Linked DNA regions of Zea mays: region 1 is linked to region 2. The links are chromatin contacts, called in public Hi-C maps. All regions are on one chromosome and are shown on one strand. The core of a region is the stretch at or near the end of the contact, and the rest is flanking DNA. Distances in the headings are between cores, read along the strand shown.

Region 1 (7,113 bases), core at 4,465-6,964, 340 kb before region 2:
ACTTGCTCTGTAGTAGTTGCACTTGGTGATACAATATTTGCAACAGGGGTTTCACCTCGAGTCGTTACAACCGTTGGTGGAACCACAGCGGGTATCGAGAAGTATGGTTCTTCAACCATCGGAATCGGGACATACATCCTCTTTTCCTGAAGGTCAACCTCTCTGAGTACCTTACTCCCCTTGATCATGTCATCTTCTAGGAAAATGGCATGTCTGGTTTCTATAAACTTGGTTTGTCTGCCTGGCCAGTAGAATCTGTAACCCTTCGATCTCTCAGGATAGCCAATAAAATGGCAGCTAGTGGTTCTCTCATCTAGCTTTTCCTGCCCAGGATTAAATATTCTAGCTTCTGCTAGACAACCCCATATGTGGAAGTAGTTGAGCGTGAGCTTTCTGCCAGTTCACAACTCATATGAAGTTTTAGCCACTGATTTGCTAGGAACTTTGTTGAGTAGTTGCAAAGCGGCCCTTAAACAATCTATGTGATTCGATCTGTATACTAGGGTTAGGTAATAAAACCCTAACCGTAGACAAAGATGAATTGTCGCTCTTGAGTTATGAGTATGGCCCAGACCCTGTGTCTCTTTACTGTAGCCAAACCTAAATCTTAGTGTTAGGGAGAAACCCCAATCCGAGAGCATCTACTTCTTTCTGTTCTATTCTAATCTCTCTGTTCTCGGTGATGAACAATGATAAAAAAAATGAGTTCATTCACATAGATCTGAGACCTTTTATGTGATCTCATAAAACCGAGCGGATTAGGAGATCTAGGGTTCTTAGGACGGCTCCGATACCATTGTTAGGATCTATACTGTCTAGGATCGATTCCTAAGTCCCTAGAATACCAATCTGTAATTGAAAGTAAAACCTTGATGACATGTAGATCTGATCTACTGTTCTACTCAGAGAAATGGGGAAACACACCTTGTTGCTGTTGCTATCTTCATACCGTTGCCCTGCAGAGAAGCAGCAGGCATCGGGATCCGAGCCGCTGTAGGTTGTCGCGTTTCCAAACACTCCGACGTCTAGGCGATGGGGGCCTCTTGGGACTAGGGTTTTGGGGTGAGGAACTAGCGTTCGTCTTTCCTGCGACCCCTTAGTCCTATATTTATAGCGTCGTGTGCCTGGGGGCTCCAACCGAGGTTAGCGTGGGCCCTCCCAATCAAGGGCCCATTTAAAGAGATAGATAGTTGGGTTTAGCCCAATCCGGTCACTGATGACCAGCTGTAGAGGACACACCCAACACCTCTCTGACTTGTCTCAAGTCCTATCCTATTTGGACTGTTATAGAAACTAGAATTGTGTTTTTTTAACAGTAAGGAGTTTCCCTCCATTTCATTATGAAATAGGAACAATGTTTGAAACATGACCAGCAAACCAAGATTTACAAGACCAAACTGCAAGCAACGGTAATCCCTCTCCTATCCAGAATCGTTTCTTAAGGGCTAGTTTGAGAACACCATTTTTTCGAGGGATTCCTATTTTCCCTACCAAAAGAAAATAAACTAATTTTCTTTGAAAAAATAAAAATATTTTGGGAAAATGGTGTCTCAAACTAGCCCTAAAGGGAAAACACCCTAAACAGCAAGGTAACACCAGCTAAGTCTTTTTACAGAAACATTCCTACCGGTTAGGCTGTCTCCAGCAACGTCCCCTAAACTTCATCCTCTAAAAGAATATTCCCTGTCCTTTACAGTATACTCTAAAAGATTTCGTCCCCTAAATCTTTCCCGTCTCCAACAACGTCCTCTAAAATACATCCTCTATATCTCATCTGTTTTAATATATCAACTTAATTAATCAAATATATTATTTTATAAACAAAAAATACTAATTAAATAAAGTTTTGACTTCAATATGTCAGCATAAAGTACCAGAAGTGAATTAACAATTAATAAATAAATGGACAAACAAAACAGGAACAAAAGCTGGTACTAGACGTCGGCTGACCATTTCATCAAACATGTATCATGCGTCGTCCAGCATTTGGCACAGATCACTGTTGGCGGCCTAGCTACTCGCACACACGGTGGACACCACATCGCTGCATTTGTCCACATCGTTGCATTCGCAAGCTACTCCACCAGGCTGTCATAGTGGGCCTTCCCCGGCAACAATGGTGGCCTCCCATGTTGGCTCGAGCACGCTGATGCGGATGTCACAGCCGAGGCTACTACCTGCGCTGTCGCAGCGTCGAAGCTCTGCCCCCATGGCCATGGCGTTGAGGGCTTTCATCCCCGCTTGTTGGTCCTCGAGCTGCACCACCGTGGCGTGGAAGCTCCGCCCCCGACAGCCATAGCACGGTGGTGGATGGGTAACTGTCGTAGCACTGCTGGCGACTTGTACGAAAATATCGAGCACGCACATGGATAGAGGATGGAGAGAGAAACGCCACATTTAGCGATCGCCGGACAGACGCTATGTTTTAGCGGATGTTTTACCGATCCTTGTTGGACGCGTAGCGAACGATTGGAAACGCTAAATATAGGGTACCGGATGCTTTACAGGGTATTGTTGGAGGCAGCCTTACAAGCAACCACACACCACTGAGTTCAGGCCGTCAAAAGCAGCTTACGACCAGGTGGAAAAGCTTCTATATGCTGGCAAACCAGCTCCATCGTTTTGCGCCTTTATTTTCATAATGCGACGATCGACAAGAGACCAGCCAAAAGAGCGGTTGAAAACATCTTCATCAATTCTTCTGATTAGCTTCCTTCCTTACTCCAGCGTCTTTCTTGATGTCTCTTTCTGATTCAAAGCCCACGAGTCCAACCAAAAACAGCAGAGAATGAAGATGTGAGTAAGTAACACATACAATTCTTCTGATTTTTTATAAATTGTCTCGCTTCCTTGATGGAGGTGTATGAGAAGTCATGATCCATTGACAGATGGGTAATATGACTTGTCGGTAAAGATGTACAACCTCCGCAGAGTGTAAAACTGCTATATTAACCGTGCTCACGGTCATGAGTGGCTCGGACGCTCGCATGATTAATTTATAGAATTAAATTCAATTTGTCATTTGCATCGCATTGGGATTTATTATTATTTTGATCTACTATTACTTTGGTTTGGTATTTACTTACATTTAATAACTGCTAATAAAATTTGACCAACTTATAAAAGCAATGCTCAGCTTTAACTCTTATTTATTAATCAGTCTTACACTTCACATGAGCTCCTACATTTGGTGAGTTTATGCATATTATTTCCCACAACTTGTTGAGCTATGATCTTTTGTGAGCTCACACTTGCGATATGTAAACCCCCCACAGGTGAAGAGTAGGTGGTCAAAGATGAGCCGCCCTACAATGAAGCATACGAGTTGATCTAGGTGACGTCTCTCAGTCAGCTTTGTGGCGCCAGGAAATAATATTTAGTTCGCTTTATTTTTATAATTTATTTTTGTAAGACTTACGCTATATATGTAATAATGACATTTATGTTATATGTGACATTTATCTCTATACACTTTGTCATTATATATGATGTTCTTTCTTGGCGCATATATGAAATGCACCTGACTTTATTTCTTTAAATCCGGATGTGACAGAAGACAATGCGAAATGGAGAGGGAAACGGGAGCCAACCAAGTCACATGGAAACGGGAGAGGACTTACCCGACTCGCGCGGTGCGCCGGAATCTTCTAGACGAGGGTTAGTATGGGTTGTCTGGCTTCCTCGTCTAGCCGGCCTTATATCGATGCCAGATGTCCACCCTCTCCATCTACGAGGACTCGGATCTTGGGCCCATTCCTGTAGAGAAAAAGGTGAACCGGGCTGAGAACCGCCCTGGCCAACCGTGCCGCGCCGTGCCCTAGGGAGGGCCAACCACTCGAGCATGGGCTGAATTTTGCCTTCTCCGAGGAAGACGAGAGCAGACACCATGGGGATGACGAGGTGGTGGGGCAGCAATGGGGAGGTTGGACGGGCGAGGAAGAACCAGGGACATGTTTCAATACTACCTCTCGTTGGGTTGGGATGTGATATGAACTCTGTTGTTTTTTCTTTGACAACATTGATATGAACTCCGTTGTTAACTTATTATTATACACATGATTGTATCACGGCGTCGATCCTGCAACTCGATCCAAAAAATCTCTCTCTCTCTCAACAAGATATGACCATTTCCCTGCCGACTCTTTGTTGTTTAAAAAAAAAGAAACTAATTCCCTGCCGACTTCTTTCTAGCTAGGAGCACGTTAAGACAAGAGCCCGTGAAACGTGAGGGCAGAAAGCGCCAGAAGCCAGGCCATAGAATAGAGGCCGCAGAATGCACAGGCACAGATAAAGAGGACCAGAACCTCCCAAAAACATCCCATCCCATATTCACATTCGTCTACGCGTGTCTTTGGCACTATCATGCAAGGCCCTAGAGGCTACAACATTACCGATCTCTATCTACTTTGACATGTAATACCTTCGTTCTCAGTTTATTTTTCAACTAATAAAACATGATAAATAAAAAAGATTCGTTAGTTTATTTTTCAACTAAAACGGTGACAAATAAAAAGGAACGGAGAAGTACAGTAAATTGAAATTCACTATGTTGAAGACAACGAACGTAGTACGCAGAATATGCACATGCACTGATAGAGACGGCAAATCCGAACAAGTTCATTCATTCCTGGACCATTCGCCGCAAATCCGACGATGTCTTCTTCGCCTACGTCCATTCACACGAGAAACCGACATCTCCTCTGCTTCTCTTCAAGTCCTAACCAGCACTAGTGCTGAGAATTGGGTAGGATCGGGCCGGTCCGTCGCAAGCTCATTGTATTTGGGATTAAACGGGTTTAGATCTAAAAGGTTCAAAAAAAAATTTTAGGTCATATCGTGCTAGCTCAAAGAGTAGAAACAACGGTCTATTCGTTTCTAAAACACGCCGTGTCTTTATTGGACCATGTCGACCCAAATCCGACCCATATGTTTGAACCATACAAAATTCAAATATTAACCATATAAAGTACATATCGTACTAAACTAAATATATTAAATAATGTGAGTATCATTTGACAAAATAAAATTCAAATATTACAATCATATAAAGTCTATAACTTAAAAATTAAAAAAAATAAATAATATTGGTTTAATTGGACCGTGTTGGCCTAAACCCGCCCCACGCGTGCGGGCAGTGGCAGACCTACAGGGTATGCCGGGTATGCACCGGCATACCCTGTAAAACCAGCGAGTATATATATACTGTATATGTAAAAACTAAAAGGAAAAAAAAATAGTGCATTAGACAGTATGGCGTCATGATAGGAGGCCCATTAGGCGATTAAGATGCGGCACGAGCGGCAATATAGTGCATTGGATGTTTCATTTTTCTGACTCGTAGTGCCCGGTAGACTGCAGTCCACCGCCGTTTCAGTTTCCTAGTGGCATGGACGTTTCATTTTTCTAATCTAATCTTGATCGGAGAGAACGGAGCCCTGGCCATAGTGTTGGGTCGCAGTCTGCCGCCACCCTGCTCTAAATCGAAGGTTCGCTTCTCATGTCTCATCTATGGTATATATATTAGATTGTCAGATATAATCACGGTCTCTCGAAGGTTCGTCGTCTGGATCTATCGTCATACTATATATTGTTTTACCGAATTATATATAATTTTTTGCATCGCATACTCTATGGTCAAATTCTAGGTCCGCCACTGCGTGCGGGTCATGCTAGGGGCGCTAGAAAACCCGACCTAGGCCTGCCTTTAGACTATACCAGTCTAACTCATATTATTTCGTTCCGGACTATGTTATAGCCTCCTGTTTTTAGTCCATGCTCGTGCTTAAAAAAAAGCCCCCATGCATGCATAAATCTAACGGCGCGCCTCCTATAGGCTATAGCACTGCCGCATGAGAAGATAGCGCCCGCTGCAATGAACCGCGCTTCTTGGTTGCTCCTTGTTCTGGTGCAGCTCTCTTGCTTGCACTGCTACTCAGCCACCCACCATGGCGGCGGCCGGAAGCACGGACGCCCACTACTACCCGCGCCCGCCAACGTCGTCGTCGGCTCCGTTGTCGTCGTCCACTCCGGCAGCTCCGAGGCTACCACCACCGCCGTTTCTTCAGGTGCGCATGCAACTATTGTGCTGCTTCCACCGTGGTGTTTATTTTGGGCCTCGATTGTGTGCCTGCCTGCTTCGACCGTGTACCTAGCTAACACAGTCTCAGGCACCCTGGTCGGGGTCCGGTGCCACGACGGGAACGGCCGGACGGTGTTCCGGAAGGACGGCGTCGTGACGGACCGCAGCGGCAGGTTCCGCGTGCACCTCGCGCACGGGCCAAGCAGCTCAAGCAGCAGCAGCAGCCACCAGCTCCGGTCCGTCACGTCCTGCTCGGTGGCGGTGCACCTCCCGCAGGCGTCGCCGCCGTGCGTCGCCACCGCCAGCTCCGCTCGCGGGCTCCACCTCGTCGCCCACCACAACAAGCACGACCACGGCGGCGGCACTCGCGTCTTCTCCGCCGGCGCCTTCTCCGTCCGCCCGGAGCTCTGCAGCAACAAGGGCCTGTTCTTCCCGCCGGTCCCGCTCGTGCCGGAGCCACCCAACGTCGGCGGCGTGCCCATCCCGCCCAACCCGGTCACGCCAGCCCCGCCGTCCCTCGTGCCGCCGCTCCTGCCTACCCCGTCTCCGCCGTCCGTCCTGCCACCGCTTGTCCCACAGCCACCGCCGTCGTCGGTAATACCGCCGTTGTTGCCGTTGGTTAAGCCGCCGCCGCCGCCACCGCCGCCCCAGCTTCTTCCACCCCTGGTGCCGGTTCTTCCTCCGGGGGTGCCTGGCGTACCGCCGGCCTCCGCTTCAACGAATCGCCGCCCCGTGAACGTGAATCATCCCTGAGAAAAAAACTTGGAGCTGTACTGTGTTGTCTTTTACATTTACACGCACGTACGTACGAACTGCCGTCAGCTGTAATTTTCTTGTTCGTCAATCTGAGCTGTAATTTTCTACTCTACCAAAAATGAAACTATTCACTATATAAAGCACTAATTTCCATCGTCGCTCTACATCGTCCTTTATCTCCTGTCGTTCACCTCTCATCGCCCTCGGGTTTTTTAAGTTGGTGCCCTCAGTTTTGGTGGTGTGTTCACTTATACCCTTAGTCGTGTTTTTTTGCTCAG
Region 2 (7,198 bases), core at 4,380-6,879:
GCACTTCTCCGGCCAGAGGTTGGCCCGCCCATTCCTGCCCATTGTCCCGGTGGAACGGCTCAAGTGTTCCTGCTCCCTCATCGAGCCTGGCCTGCATCTCGCGGATTTGCTCGAGCTATGGGTCATGACCCCCCGCCGGGACGGGGACCACAACTAGCTCCCGAAGGATGTCAACGCGAGGCACAGGCCTAGGGAGGTCACCGTTCTCTGGCATACCAAGATGGTTGCCTTCGTCGGGACCCCCTAGATCGATGTGGAAACATTCACGACTTGGGCCGCAGTCCTCGTCGCCGAGGCTAGGGCTACCGTCGAAACAGTCGGAAAGGCAGTAGTCACACGCGGTCATAAAGTCCCGCATGGCACTGGGGTTACCAAGTCCGGAGAAATCCCAACAGAAGTCGGGCTCGTCATCTTCCTCGGACCCCGAGGGCCCGTAGGTCGAGACGGCCGTCAGCCGGTCCCAGGGTGACCGCATACGATACCCCAGAGGGTTTGGACTCGCCTCTATGAGAGCGTCCACCAAAGCGAGGTCGCTTGGTGGGTCGAGGCCGAATCCAAAAGGCACGAGATGGGAATCGGTCGGTACCTCTTGGTCGACGGGCGGTGACGAAGTCACGTCAGGGGTAGACCGCACCACCGTCTCAGGTATGAGGGTGACGCCCAGCAAGTCCTTTGCGAGCGTGATGGCGTCGTCCGTTTGCTTGGGATTGGCGTGTTGCGGGGAGACGACGCTCGTCTTCGTCTCAGACGCGAGGTCGATGCCCGACGTGCCCCCCGTTGGGGCGCCGGCGCCGTCAACTCGCTCGACAGCCGACGAGGTGCCGCCTCCTGCTTGGCCTTGGTTGCCCCGCCTCCTCCTCCGTCGGCGGGGGAGGGGACGGGACAAGCCCGAATGTTGTTCTTCCACCACGTGGGGAAGACGTCGTCGATTCCGCCACCGGCGGGCGGGTTGTCGGCCGCCATTGTCGCTGTCGCGCGGCGGGGGAAGGAGTATCATGTCGTAGCTGCCGTCGAGGGACATGAACTCAAGACTCCCGAAACAGAGCACCGTCCCGGGCTGGAAAGGTTGCTGGAGACTGCCCATCTGGAGCTTGACGGGAAGCTGTTCGTCAACACGCAGCAGGCCCCTACCTGGCGCGCCAACTGTCGGCGTTTCGAACCCGGGGGGTCCCTGGACCGACGAGTAAATTGTCGCCGCGTGCCCCAGCCCAGATGGGTCGGCGCGAGACGGAGTGCGAAGGGGGAAGAAGCCGGAGGGAGACATGCGTGAGAGGTGAAACCCGCGGCCTTTGTGTTTGTCCCGCGCCCAGGTCGGGTGCGCTTGCAGTAGGGGGTTACAAGCATCCACGCGGGAGGGAGCGAGCGGCCCTGCGCGAGCGCCGTCCCGTCCTTCTCTGCGCGGCCCACCCTCTGTAAGAGGGCCCTGGACCTTCCTTTTATAGGCGTAAGGAGAGGATCCAGGTGTACAATGGTGGGTGTAGCAGTGTGCTAACGTGTCTAGCAGAGGAGAGCTAGTGCCCTAAGTACATGCCATCGTGGCAGCCGGAGAGGTTTTGGCACCCGGTTCGTGTGGTGTCGTGGCCGTCGGAGGAGCGCCGGAGCCTGGCGGAAGGACAGCTGTCGGGGCTATCGGGTCCTTGCTGACGTCCTCTTGCTTCCGTAAGGGGGCTGAGAGCCGCCGTCGTCATAGAGCATGCGGGGCGCCATCATTACTTGTTTGGCGGAGCGAGCCAGATGGGACGCCGGTCTTGTTCCCCGTAGCCTGAGTCAGCTTGGGGTAGGGTAATGATGGCACCTCCTGTGACGTGGTCGGTCCGAGCCCTGGGTTGGGCGAGGTGGAGGCTCCTCCGAGGTCGAGGTCGAGTCTGTCTTCCAAGGCTGAGGTCGAGTCCTTGACTTAATCGCACCCATCAGGCCTTTGCAGCTTTGTGCTGATGGGGGTTACCAGCTGAGATTTAGGAGTCTTGAGGGTACCCCTAATTATGGTCCTCGACAACACCGTTACATGGAATTTTGGGAAAACCAATTGCTACACGGCTAGTTCGGCATATCAAGTCAAATTCTTCGGTAGCATGAACAAGCACAATTGGATGAAGATTTGGACGGCAAAGATGCCAAGTAAATGCAAGATTTTTCTCTGGCTGCTCCTACAGAGTCGACTCCCTACTGTGGATAGAATTGTCAGGCATGGGGGACACGTCGTTCTTACCTGCACCCTTTGCCAGAATGATCGTGAATCTCATATACACTTGATGGCATCTTTGCAGTTACGCCCTCCATTGCTGGCAGCTATTTGCAAACTATTTCCATCTTAATCTGCCGTCACAAGTCCCACATGGAATATCACATTGGTGGCAGGCATTGGTCTGGTCAGTGCAGGACGCACATCAACTGCAAGTGATGATCTACACTCTATGGAATATTTGGAAAGAGCGATGTCGTAGGGTTTTTCAGTCCAAGTAACAAGTCTTTCACGTGCTGGCCTCACAAATCCAAGAGGATATCTGCTCATTTCGGTTGGCTTCCACAACAACTCTGTAATTCATATCCTTTGTATCCCATCAACCATAATACGTACCCCCTCCCCCTATCTTTTTTTTATCTACACATTCTTCTATTCTACTACAAGTAAATTAACCCATATTAGTTAGTAGATTAAACCTTATATCTACAAACTCTGTTTTCACCTAGTTCACTTAATCCTAAATTTGTCACCTAGAATAACTCGGGCATTTATAACTACATATACAACTACCAGACCATATGCAACTACCTTACCTATTAGATGGTTGCATAACTCCTCTATTTCAACCTAACAACAAAACATAGATTCTGACTAACCTACGTACCTCATGAAATCTATCCTTGCTCTAGCCATATCTTATCTTAGACCTAAAAGATATCCATGCTTTCTTAAAAGCACCTATTAATTAGTACTTAAAAAAGAAAAAAACCTTCGATCTTTGAACCAATTAAGAAACTAAAAGGTAAATCGCAAACCAAAGTTGTTGCATTCCTTTTCTTACTAATCTCGAGGACGAGATTTTTTTAAGGGGTATAATTTGTAACACTCCAAAATCCTATTCTGGGTAAATTAAGAAAACTCATTTCATGATTTAAATAAATGTGTTTTCAAATAATAGATTAACTAAAAGATTCTTATGTGAAATATCCTATGTGTTAAAGATCTACTCTCTAAAAAAGAATAAAGTTAAAACTATCTCTTAATATAAATTTTATATAAGAAATTATATTCTTTTAAATAAACATGTAAAGATTATAAATTTATTTTATTGTACTTCTAAAAGAGGCTGTGTTTTGAATTATTTTCTTTAATAATTATTATGGAAAAACATCTTACATGAATTATTTCCTATCGATTTTCATTTGCTTAAATGGATAAATTAATTAATAAAAATGCTTTGCATTCATGTTGAATTTTTGTTTGTTGCAATTTATGCTTGAAATAGAAAATTAACTTAGCTCTAAATTAGACGAGGGATTCCTTTATCGCCCCCTTCTCAAGAAACCGTAGCAGGTTTTCTAAAGCTAGTGGAACTTTGCAATGGCCTCATAGTGGATCCCTAGCCATTCACCTTGGGAGTATCTAAGGATCTTGCAAACCTTGGCTAGATGTGATACACGACTTGTGGGTAAAGATGTGCAACCTTTACAGAGTGTCAAACTGGTATATTAGTCGTGCTCAAGGTCATGAGCGGCTCGGACACTCACATGAGTAATTTATGGAATTAAACTTAATCTATCATATGCATTGCATTGTGGAATTTTAATTGGGTTGGTATAAACTTGTACATAGTGATTTCTAATAAACTTTTGACCAACACTAAAAGCAATGCTCGGCCTTAACCATTCTTTTTAGTAAGCCTTACACTTCACATGAGTCGCCACCGTAAGTGAGCTCATGCGCATTATTCCCCACAACTTGTGCGATGAACGTATGTGAGTTCACTCTTGCGAAACTCATACCAGGTCAAGAACAGGTATCGCAAAATGAGGAGCATGAAGGATGCTAAGATGAGTTCGTGAGAGGTCTAGGTCATCGTCTCCAAGTCAACTATAGTTGAGGAGAATCGTTGTTGTCATATCATGCATTTATTTAGCTATTTTGTACAGAACCCCTATTATATAATAAAGATGTGGCATTGATTTTTGTACCATGAGTCATCATATGTGTGAGACTTAATACTAGCACAATTTGAGACGTGCTTGGATTTCTTTAGGAAATTAAAATAACCCTCTATAAATCCGGGTGTGACATACCACCACAACAAGGTAGATACCAGTTAAGCCGAGAGACCCCAAGCGATTTTGTAACTATCTATTGTGTTTGTGATATGCAAGTTAAGGGTCAGCGGTATGGAATGTGGCTACTATTTATTTGGATTGTGCCTACTATTTATTTTATTTGGACTGTGGCTACTATTTATGAAAAATCCACGGTCGGCTTTGTAAAATTCTGGACCTAATTTAATTTTCTTCCCATTATGCTTTGGACTGTGGGTTATTTATAAAAATTATACGGGCCCATAAACAAAATTGCTACAACAAAAGGTTACCGAATATTCAGAGCCGTTGGATCCTAATTTGAGGGTCCTTATATAATGACCGAACCTGCACGCATCCACTACCACAGGATCCGTAATCTACGACCAAGAACGCGCCACACCATGACAAACTCTGAGCCCTCGGATCTGATCTCGACGACTCTGATTTAATCAGGCCGAAGAGGTATGAGCTTCTAATCGGGACCGTCCATCACCGAATGAACGATACAGGGGCCTGCTTCCTCCCCCCGATCCCCAACCACGATGACGCAGTGCACACTGTGGCAACGATCCCCGCCTGAGCTGCCCGCATGGCCCTTCCGGCTCCCTTCCGACCACCCAGCAAGCGCAAGAGGACGCGGAGACAAGGAGAAACACAAGGAGAGCATCCTTACTTAGTATCATGCTGTGCAGAGCCCTGGTAATGACACATGGTCGTTGTTCGGCGGTGAACACGCTCCGATCCGACGAGAAATCATGGAGGCACCTAAGGCTATCACCTCCAAATGAAGCTGCATCAAGCTTTCACACGCACAGGCTATCATCCTCGACCACACCGTGTACATAGGCGATGATGGAGGTGCGGGACCATGACTTCCATGGCTTCGTGGCATCACCTTCAGTCTAGTGAAAAATATCCTTTCACCATGATCCCCAATCTCGCTCGTTATGGCTCTTGCATGAGCTACATGTCCAGCGATCTCCCATGGCCATCCTCTGAAGGTTGAGAGGCGGTGTATGCAGGGACTGGTTGTGGCCGAATTCTCTCCCTCGCTCGAACTTCACGACGACGACGCTAGTTGGCTCCTCGCGATGGTTTCGGATGACCGGGGGGCAGCGACGAACGAATTTGTATAGCCCGGACGAGAGCGCGATGCAAATCCCTACCATCCCGCTCGTATCTAATGTGATTCTATATTTCTATTAGAAGTTCGCGTTCGCCACAACGGAGAAGACGCGCTGACGACTCGGGCTCACGTGGCAGGGAAACAACTAGAGTCCGCGCGCGTAAGAAAGTCGCTGACGCAGCGGACCCACACGCCAGAGACCGTGACGGTTGGGAGGTCTAGCCTAGGCGTGTGTGTGGGAGGGCAGTACTGAGCCGCGCGGGATACTGGGCTGAACTAGCGAGTGGGCCACGGGGCAAGTGAATTGGCCCCAACACGCAGGGAGCCTTTTTCTTTTGTTTTCTTGCATTTTCTGTTTTATTTGCTATTTTCAGATTTCAAGTTCGATTTCAAGTCTTCAAACTCCAACCCAATTTGAATTGCAAACTTTTAATTTAGATGCACAAGCAAAAACTCAATCATGATATGCAAGTTATATTCACTTATTAACAATCTAATTCCTTTGAATAAATACTAATACATAATCCATGAGCAAAGCAATTTACTCATACAAACAATTGCCAATCTTAAATGTTTATTTACTTTATGAATTTCAAATTAGAATTCTAGTTTCAAGATATAATCTAACTTTGAATATGACATCATTATTTATTTAATTTTAAGAAAATGGTTCAAAAGCTAATAAATTCCTTATTTAAAAGACATTTTAAAATCCAAATTCTTTGAAGCACTTTTCTGCTAATCGAGACACGATTTTAGGGTGTTACAACTATGATTAAGAAACTAATCACAAACTTCAGTAAACATTTGCGACTAGCAACAACTATAAGTCATATTTTTCATAGTGTTTTCTCTATGTAGCTAATCCCTAAATAACTTTATATACTATATGCTCTAAATTATTCTATGTTTCCAAATGGGCTATACTACTAGCTCCACTTGGCACATTGTGTCAACCTTGTTGCATATAAGCGAAGATACTGTCGCGTGGATACACGCGTGACAACACACAAATTATTCGATAAAATGTTAGTGCACAAGATTACATGAAAATGAATAATACAAATATTATCATTGACCTCAATATCATACAAATTATTACGCAACATGATCTGTCAATCCCCAACCGAACCCTTGACACTTATGCTTGGTGCCCGCTACAGAAACTCCTCAAGCTGCTAAGTTAAGTGGGCAGTCCTAGATGATTTAGAGAGGAATAGCAGGCAAGTGAGTTCAAATGAAGAAATCTACACCTTCGGATTGGTCAACGAACCCTATGGTGGCGATGGCCTTGTCCTTCTCAATCCCAGGCGATAGCCCACCTGCGTGACGCAATAACCATACGTCAAATTAGGGGCACCCACCAATCAATCATAGATCTGCCCGAGACTAGCCCCGCGTGGAGGTGACATCGAGAAATCGGAACTCTCGTAGGACAGGGCACCGAGCACCTAGAATGGTTGACTCACCTTTCTCGAGGGTCGATCCAGCTTCCTCTTTAGCATGGTCTCGTCGGATCTGAAGGAGTGATATAGGGTTTCTAGTGGAGAGCGAGGAGAGAGGAGAGGCAGTGGCTTTTGTGGCGCGATCCGATGGAAGAAGGTGAGGCGACAGAGGGGGAGGTGAAACAGAGCTATTGGGATGGAGAGGCTTGGACATAGGTTGATTACAGAGGAATATAAGGGAGGGTTTACAAAAGTGTTGACACCGTACGACCATGGAAATGATAAAAATTGGTAGAGATAAAAAAATCTTGAAATGAGTCATTAAAATATTTAATTTAGA

Evidence for each region. A called contact is a pair of places that touch in the nucleus more often than the background predicts.
Region 1: a contact with region 2 is called in a Hi-C map of leaf, with 6 times the contacts expected there. The contact joins the promoter of LOC100278630 here to the enhancer-like site in region 2. A contact is called at or near these places in 4 of 25 Hi-C or Micro-C datasets (ear, leaf, root tip and 1 more).

What each region holds. Positions count from the first base shown.
Region 1 is chr4:193,876,459-193,883,571 of Zm-B73-REFERENCE-NAM-5.0, reverse strand. It overlaps LOC100278630 (Pollen Ole e 1 allergen and extensin family protein), which reads left to right and starts at 5,714. Exons shown (of 2, transcript NM_001151844.1): 1 at 5,714-6,065; 2 at 6,168-6,971. The coding sequence starts at 5,873. The coding sequence ends at 6,832. It overlaps LOC103654342 (a long non-coding RNA gene), which reads right to left and starts at 3,960. Exons shown (of 2, transcript XR_566033.4): 1 at 3,621-3,960; 2 at 1,919-2,748.
Region 2 is chr4:193,532,567-193,539,764 of Zm-B73-REFERENCE-NAM-5.0, reverse strand. No RefSeq gene overlaps it. Among protein-coding and RNA genes, the nearest start is that of LOC103643045, 36 kb to the left of the region's middle. Within about 2 kb of position 5,629, at least 18 of the 20 cell types and tissues checked have an H3K27ac peak or open chromatin away from gene starts, as enhancers often do. A contact at or near this core is called in ear, leaf, root tip and 1 more, where this site is marked.